2 separate regions of the Canis lupus genome follow, and region 1 is linked to region 2. Evidence: chromatin contacts called from public Hi-C data. All regions are on one chromosome and are shown on one strand. Each heading gives the region's core, a stretch centred on a gene start, on an enhancer-like site or on the middle of the called end of the contact. The rest is flanking DNA. Distances are from core to core; before and after follow the strand shown. Region 1 holds the start of SLC5A3 (solute carrier family 5 member 3). Region 2 holds the start of ATP5PO (ATP synthase subunit O, mitochondrial).

The links. A called contact is a pair of places that touch in the nucleus more often than the background predicts.
Region 1: a Hi-C map of blood shows a contact between it and region 2, with 2.3 times the contacts expected there. The contact joins the promoter of SLC5A3 here to the promoter of ATP5PO in region 2. A contact is called at or near these places in 3 of 9 Hi-C or Micro-C datasets (amygdala and blood).

Annotation. Positions count from the first base shown.
Region 1 is chr31:29,193,610-29,197,599 of UU_Cfam_GSD_1.0, reverse strand. SLC5A3 (solute carrier family 5 member 3) reads right to left here and starts at 2,113. Exons shown (of 2, transcript NM_001195140.1): 1 at 1,975-2,113.
Region 2 is chr31:29,065,776-29,069,656 of UU_Cfam_GSD_1.0, reverse strand. ATP5PO (ATP synthase subunit O, mitochondrial) reads left to right here and starts at 2,341. Exons shown (of 7, transcript XM_038581415.1): 1 at 2,341-2,451; 2 at 3,701-3,751. The coding sequence starts at 2,416.

The DNA.
Region 1 (3,990 bases), core at 864-3,363, 130 kb before region 2:
TCTGTACCCACGGAGGCCACCTCCTCCAGGGAAGAGTTCACCTTCATTATCTGTTAATGGACTTGCACCACATTCCCCCCCCCCCCCCCCCGGGATTTCAAGGCAAGTTATCAAATTATCCTCACCAAACTACGCTACGTGTCTTACCTGAACTAGAATAAAAAATGTTTGCACCACATACAGGAGCATACAAAAAAAAAAAAACAAACAAACAAACAAAAACAGGATACGAAGGAGTACAAGTAACACGGTAATGCAAGTACAGTTAAACTAATCTGCTTGAAGCCAGTTAACTAACCTATGTATTTGGCAGTTATGCTAAAAACAAAGAGTGCGGAGTTTTCATTTCAAAGGTTTATGCAAGGAACAACTATCACGCCTATACTCTACTACTACTAGTCTGTCTGGTCCCCAAAACAAGGTAAAATAAATTTCAATAACCACGTTTCCCAGGCTCTATGGTATCGCCTAAAAGCCACAGGTTAAAGGGAGGGCTTAACCAGTTCCTACATAATTAAAAACGCTTCCTTTTTAATAATGTGCTTCTGGTTTTTCCTTGTTCCCTACTCTCCCTACGCAATAATATCTTAGCGTGGAGGGCTTAGAGCCAGAAAGGGGGAATCCTCCGGAGGCTAAACAATACAATCTTCTCTTCTCCCAGATTCTGGGAGCACAAGCTCGGGACACAATGGCACAGCCTCTCTAGCCCTGATCAAGAGGCACTGGTGTCCTTTCCCACTCTGTAATGTGCGGAGACTACAGAACAGTTGCCTCAAGCTCCGTGATCACCGGTTTTTCTGTAAGGTCGGACCGTGATCCCAAGGCTTAAATTTAAGTTCAACCAAACTTCAGTGAATAGGTATTGACCCTAAGCGTGCGTGATTCTGGCGCTGGAGGACGCTCTGCTTCCCAAGTTGAGACGTGAGAGAGTTTTTATTATTATTATTTTTTATTATACGGGAGTGGGGAGGGGGAGCGGGGGAATAGAGGGGGTGGGGGTGGAGCACAGACCACACTCTACGTTACCGAATTCACGGGAAGGATGGGGATTTCGGCGAAGGCTTGTGGAGTACCTGACCCAGAACAGAGGACGAAGAGCCGCCTCCGGGCCGCGGGGCCCTGTCCTCGGCCTCACCATCACTTGCAACGAACGGGCTCGCAGGTTCGCTTAGCATCCCTCCAAAACCTGAAGTCCCCTACCTCAAGATCAATCAAAAAGCAGGGGGAGCCAAAGTTTCTTCCGGAAGGCGCAAAAAAAGGCCACAACTTGGATGAATGAAACTGGGCTAAGGGCACCCGGAGCAGGATTTTCGCTCTAGTCAGAAAAAGAGAAGTCAAAGATTCTTTTTTTTTTTTTTTTCTTTTTCTTTTTTTTTTTTTTTTTCAAAAAAAAAAAAAAAAACGTGAGGTCGGTTATAAGCGCCCGTGGTCCAGAAAACTGCACAAACACGCTGTGGAGAACACGTTTTATTGAGCGCGGACGGCTCCGGGGCGGCCGGCGGGCGCTAGAGTGGAGGCGGAGCGGGCGGAGCGGCGGCGGCGGCGGCGGTGGCGGTGGCGGCGGCGGCGGCGGGGCCGGCGACGAGGCAGCTTCGCGACGGCGGGAGCGGGGCCGGGCGCTCGCGCGTGTCCTCCCGCGGACCTTCAGGGGCTCCCGCGGCCGCCCCGCCCCCCGCCCGCCCCGCCGGCCGGCCGCGTGCGAGGCACACCCTCCCGCGGCCGCGCTCCCGCGCGGGCACACCCCCGCCTCCCGCGCGCACGCGGCCTCGCGCGCCGGCCGGCCCACGCGCGCCCCCCTCAGCGCGGACGCCCGCCGCCCGCCGCCCGCCGCCCGCCCGCGGCCCCGGCCGCCCCCCGCCCGGCCGCGCGGGGAGAGCGGGGGGCGACGGCCTAGCGGCTGAGGGCGGGGGCGGGGGCGGGGGCGGCGGCGGCCGCGCGGGAAGGCGGGCTGTGTGTGGGGGGAAGGTCACTTACCCGCTGCATGGCTTTCAGGATCAAAGCCAGCTCGTAGCGGGGCATGCCCGGAGGCTCGGCGCGCGGCTCCGGACCGAGCCGGCTCCCGGGACGCAGGAGGGGCGGGGACCGCGGGGGGCCTGACGCGCTGCTGGGCCGGAAGGCTCCCGGGCGGCGAAAGCACGCTCCGGCCGAGCGAGCCCGGGCTTTAAGGCTCTGGCAGCTGCGCAGACGCCCGGCCACGCCCCCCTGCGCGCCCCGCCCCCTCGCGCCGCGCCCCGCCCCCTCCTTAAGGCGGCCGCGCCGCGCCCCCTCGGCAGTCCGCTTCCCCCTCCGCGGGGGGCACCCCTGGCCCCGCAGCCGCCGCGCGGGCGCGGGCGCGGGCGCGGGCGCGGGCGGGGCGGCGGCGGCGCCGCGGGCTCGGCCGGGAGGGGGCCAGCGCGGGCCGCACTCCGCCTCCGACCCTGCCGCCGCCGCCGTTCCAGCTACCTACGGTTCTCGAACCAGCTGGAACTTTCCACGCCTTCCGTCTCCTCCCGGGCGGCGGGCTAGCGGGCGCCCTCGTGTGCGTGTGCGTGTGCGTGTGCGCGTGCGCCGAACGGTGCGGTCTGGTCCGTGCGCGCGCCCCTCGCCCGCGGCTTCCCCGCGCGGGGGGACCCTGGAAGGCGGCCGCCGCTGCTCCGGGCGGGGTCGCGGCCGGGCCTGGGCTCTCCCCGCCCGCCGTTGCGCAGGGGAGTTCCAGAACGTTCCGGCCGGGGACTGCGCTTCCGCGCGCGGAGGGATGCTCCGGGCTACCTTGCCCCTCCGCGCCCCCTGCCCACCGCCGTGCACGGGCGGCCGCAGACGCGGATTCCCGGGGCCCCTTCCCCGGCGAGGCGGGCGCAGGGCGCGAGGTCGGGTCAGCCCCCGTCGCTCGCCGGCCGCCTGACCTTGGCGGGCTCCTGCAGAAAGGGGAGGTGAAGGGCACCTACTTCCCAGGGCCGCGATGCCTTTGAGTGAGCTGATGCACGTAAGCTGCGGAGAACGATGCCTGCACAGACCCGGGCGCGACACAGGCATCTGTTGTTGTGTGAGCCCGGCCTGCCCCACGTGTAGTTGCCAAGGGCAGGCTAATACTTTGGCTCAAACCGATATTCTTTAAATGTTTGCTCAGCGTTCATTTAGAGGACCAGCTGCGAACTTGGAAAGCCCTTTTAGTAACCGTCTGGGAGCTTGAGCGTGCCCTGGAGGGAGGAGAGTCTCGTGGTACGTTCCCTTTACCCCCCAAAGAGGCACACAGGGCTCACCTTTCCCTCCAGCCATTGGCTCTACTTTTCCTGGCAGGCGTTGAACAAAATGCATTTTTTCTTCCCCCAGTTCCACTGCTTAGAGACTGAGCCCCTTGCAGCTGTCGCCCCCGAATACTGTGCTTGCCCCCATTAGAAAGGGCTGTAGGTGAAATGTCTGTATTTAAAGTGCTTTGATGCTAATAGGTAAAACTTACTGAGCACTTAGACTTGTGTATCAGGCACTGCACTAAGGTTTTCACATGCCCCTCCTAAAATTCTTACTTTGTGAGGCACATACTATTATTAACCCCCCACTTTAAGGATTCAAAAATACAGGAACACAAAGGTTATGCAACTAGGCCCAGGTCAAACAGTAATAGAAAATTTGGAACAAGACTATAGGAAGGCTGAGCCCATACCTAGTCCAGCCTCTGGTTACCTCGCAGCACGCAGATGAAGATGCCAATGATATTATTCAGATTTACCACGTGTTCCATGTAAAACAAGAATGGAGTCTCTTTGTCACCTTATCCTGACACTTTAGTATCTCTCAGATCTTATCTCTCTCCCCCATCAAAATTAAGATGATTTTTGAACACATCTATTCTGTGATATCTGGGTTTTAACATTTTCTGTTCTTGGACTTCACAACTCATACTCTTCCAAAGAAAAACTACACAGGTATTAATACAAATTACTTGGTTAGTGTTGACTCATTTCACTTTTGGGTAACAACAACAACAAAAAAAAAAAAATAGAATACTATAAA
Region 2 (3,881 bases), core at 1,092-3,591:
TTAGAAATCATGGGTTTTGTGGTTTGATTTCACATAAAATGTAAGGTGTACGAAGGCAAGCACTTTGTCTTGTACCCTACTGTATCTTCAGGCCATAGAAGAGCTGCCTGCACATAATAGGTACTCAATAAATTTATATTCATTGCATAATGGATATACTTTCCTTTAAGCTAATTTGAAAATAGCCTCTGAAAATAGTATGCATAGTGACGTGAAACATGGGTTTATATGCTCTGCTAGTGAAAGTGTAAATAGGTTTAATCTTTTAAAAAGCAGCCTAACTTCATGCAGCAAGAGCTTCTAAAGTATATGTCCTCTCACTAAGTTGTGTTGCTTCTGGAAATCTACTTGGATGTTATTCTAAGTATGAAAAATAAAAAGTTTGTATTTAAGATGCTCAGGAGATGCAGTATTGTTTAAAATGGGGAAAAAAAAACCCACCTGGAAACCATCTGAATTATGTTCAGATGAATAATTAAGATACAGAATATTCACTTGATGGGTTATTCTGCAGCCATTAATATGCTTATGAAAATTATAGAACTTTGAAATATTCCTATATTATATTGTAAGCACACATTCATAAATCACATATAATTCTTTTTCCTCTTGTATTAAGGAAAAAGGCAAGAAACTAAATTGTATATAAATTATAATCCATATATGTAACAACAACAAATGCAAAATAAGGAACTAACACTGAGTGCCACTGTGCCAGGCAATTGCTCTAAATACTTCATATACATATAACATCTTTATTTTCCTAATAATCTATAAGGCAGGTATTATTATAATACCCATTATAATACTGAAAAAAACTGCTCAAATGCTGACACTCAAATATTGACAACAGCTGCCTCTGAGTGATGAAAAAGACAGTAATTATATTCCCTGCACTTTTCTGCATTCTTACAAGTATTATGTATGGGGAGAAAACTGCTCTTTACAAGGGTAAACTAATGAATATTAATCTGTGTTCCTGTAACGGATCTGAACAGGAAAAAAAAAACTTAATTGACCGCGGGACCCCTTAATTTCAACCAGGGAACTCCGACCCACCCGTGCTCTGCTCGCCAGTTCTCTACTGTACAGAAGAGGAAAATAAGAGTAAGCTCCATTTAGGGTGAAATAGGCTGAAAATCGCTTGTTTTTGTGAATGCAGAGAAACTGGCCAAGGCTAGTGTTGGGTTTTCAGTTTCAATGTCACACTTGCTCAACCCCAAGATAACCTCGGATAACCACTGTGCTCTACCCAGAATCAAGAATTCAGGCACCGGGAACCTCATATCCCCTTACAGACCAACGAGTTGGTGGTGAGATGGGGGTGGGGGGGTGGAGGGGGTGGAGGGGTGGAGGGGGTGGAGGTAGGAGCTGTCACCGCCCAGGCAGGCACTGAGCAGGAAGAGTTGCAGCTGGAGCCCTACAGCTCCTTTCCTTTTATGCAGAGGGAAGAACTGAGCTTGATACATCCTTTGGACGCGGAGGAAAGAAGGGATAAAAGATCCTAATGATGCTAGTCATCAATGTGAAATGGGACATATGCGGGGGTGGGGGGTGGGGGGGTAGTACCAGACTACCTACGTCTCAGAGCTGTCCTGAGACTCAACATAAAAAATGAAACTATATATGTGGTTTAAATAAACCCTAAAATTCAAATAATTGCATTAAATAAACTACCATGTAAATCAACCATTAAATAAACCCCAAAACTCAAGTAATCACAAACCACTATTATGGCCATATCCAAGGAGCTGCAGTGCATTGGGGAATAAATGTAACTTATTTATCTATTTATCTAATGAAAATATTTATCTAATTTATCTACTTATCTAAATGGAAATTTACAATGGAAATATTTATCTAATTTATCTATTTATATAAATGGTAATTTATTTATTTTAAGATTTTATTTATTTATTCATAGACACAAGAGAGAGAGAGAGAGAGAGAGGCAGAGACACAGGCAGAGGGAGAAGCAGGCTCCACGCTGGGAGCCCGATGTGGGACTCGATCCCAGGTCTCCAGGATCACACCCCAGGCTGCAGGCGGCGCCAAACCGCTGCGCCACCGGGGCAGCCCCTAAATGGAAATTGAAAATGGAAATATTTATCTAACTTATCTATTTGTCTAGATGGAAATTTGAAAACGAGGGACAACAAATCCACCGTACAGGTAAGGATTACGTGGTAACAAGGATTTCAACTTAAGGCGCTGTCCGAGCTCGCTAGCTCAGCGGGTCCAACTCTTTTAACACTTGTTTCTAAGAACCACAACTCCCAGCCTGACGGCGACCCCTGCGCATGCGGCCTGACCACCTGCGCCTACATTTCCCAGAGGGCCGAGCGGCTACGCTGACGCACGCGTGCGCCCTTGAGTCTCTCTGACGCGGGTTTGACCTACAGCCCCCCGGAGAAGATGGCCGCCCCAGCGGTGTCCGGGCTGTCCCGGCAGGTGAGAGAGGACGGAGGTCCTGAAAACTAGCGAGAGGATCCCTCTTAGGGCGGAATGTGCCAGAGCCCTAGGAGCCGCGGGGCGAGGCCGCAGCTGGGACAGCGTGGCCGCCGTCGGGTTCGTGGGGCCCGGCGAGTGGGGGCGAGCGGCCCTGCCGGCGCCCTGCGGGCGGGGGGCGCAGGGGGACGCGCGCCTGACCTTGGGGAGCCCGGAGCACAGCCTCGGGACGCCGCTGAGCTTGAGGAGCAACGCGGGGGCGGGGGGCCTGCCCCGGACGCCGAGGAAAGGACACGCCCCACGCCCCCAGTCCTTTAACTCTGTCGTTGTGCCTAAACCTCTCAGGGGCCCACCAGTAACGCTTCAGGATTATTTGCAAAGCCCATTTTTCACCTTTGTGCAAAGAGAAGGAGACGGAAGCGTTTAAGTGACTCGGCCTTGGCCGCCCAGCCAGTAAGGGGTGCACAGAGCTGAGATTCGAGCCCGCAGAGTCACACGGAAGATGGAGTGGGAAGGGAAAGCCGTGCTGTTTAGGCTACAAGGCAGCACGGTGCATGGCACGACGCCTCGCCGCTTGGCTGAGTGTTCATGCGTGATGAAGTATTTGGATCCCCGCAGCCAGTTTTGGTGTAATAACGCTGCAGATTTGAGATATTATGTTAAGGTGACCTGTGCCCTTGCAGATGCTATTTAAACGAGCTCCAGCTCGGTTCCTCGGGAGGCCAGATCCCGTGTCTGAGAACTAGGGCTTGGGCTCACGTTAGACGGCTGCAATGCTCAGAGGATCAGTCTCCGTTTTCCTATATCATTTGGTTTCTAAGAAGGTGTATCTCTTGCACATCACGACTGGAAGCCTCCCTTTTTTTTTTTTTTTTTAAACTAAAATCCTTCCTCACGGGTGGAAATATAAATGCAAATAATAATAATACACGGGTGGTGATATAAATGCAAATAATCATCATCATCTTGGGGTTTTTTTTGAAAATCATCATCGTCATCTTGGGGGTTTTTTTTGAAAACTGTATTTCAGCCATATTTGTGTTTTCTCTCTTACACTGACGTGTGCTAGCCTCAGCCTGTTTCTAGCAAAACTGGGGAGTTGGTGGGAAAGCCTATTTCCCAGGCAACTAGGGATGAATCTCAATGGGGGGGGGGGGGACTTTACCCCTAGGGGATAAATAGCAGCTCATGGTAATCTGTGTGATGATACTCGGAAACTAATCGTTTGAAATGTTTTATTACTGTTTTAAAGGTGCGGTGCTTTAGCACATCTGTGGTCAGGCCGTTTTCCAAGCTCGTGAGGGTATGTCCCCTTTTCTAATTAATTGTGGAGTAGATGAACATGTGTGAGTCCAACGGCAATACAGTAGGGCATAGATGTTTGTATAAGTGCCACCTAAACCTTTCTGCGTGATCTGTGGTTTCCAAAAGGT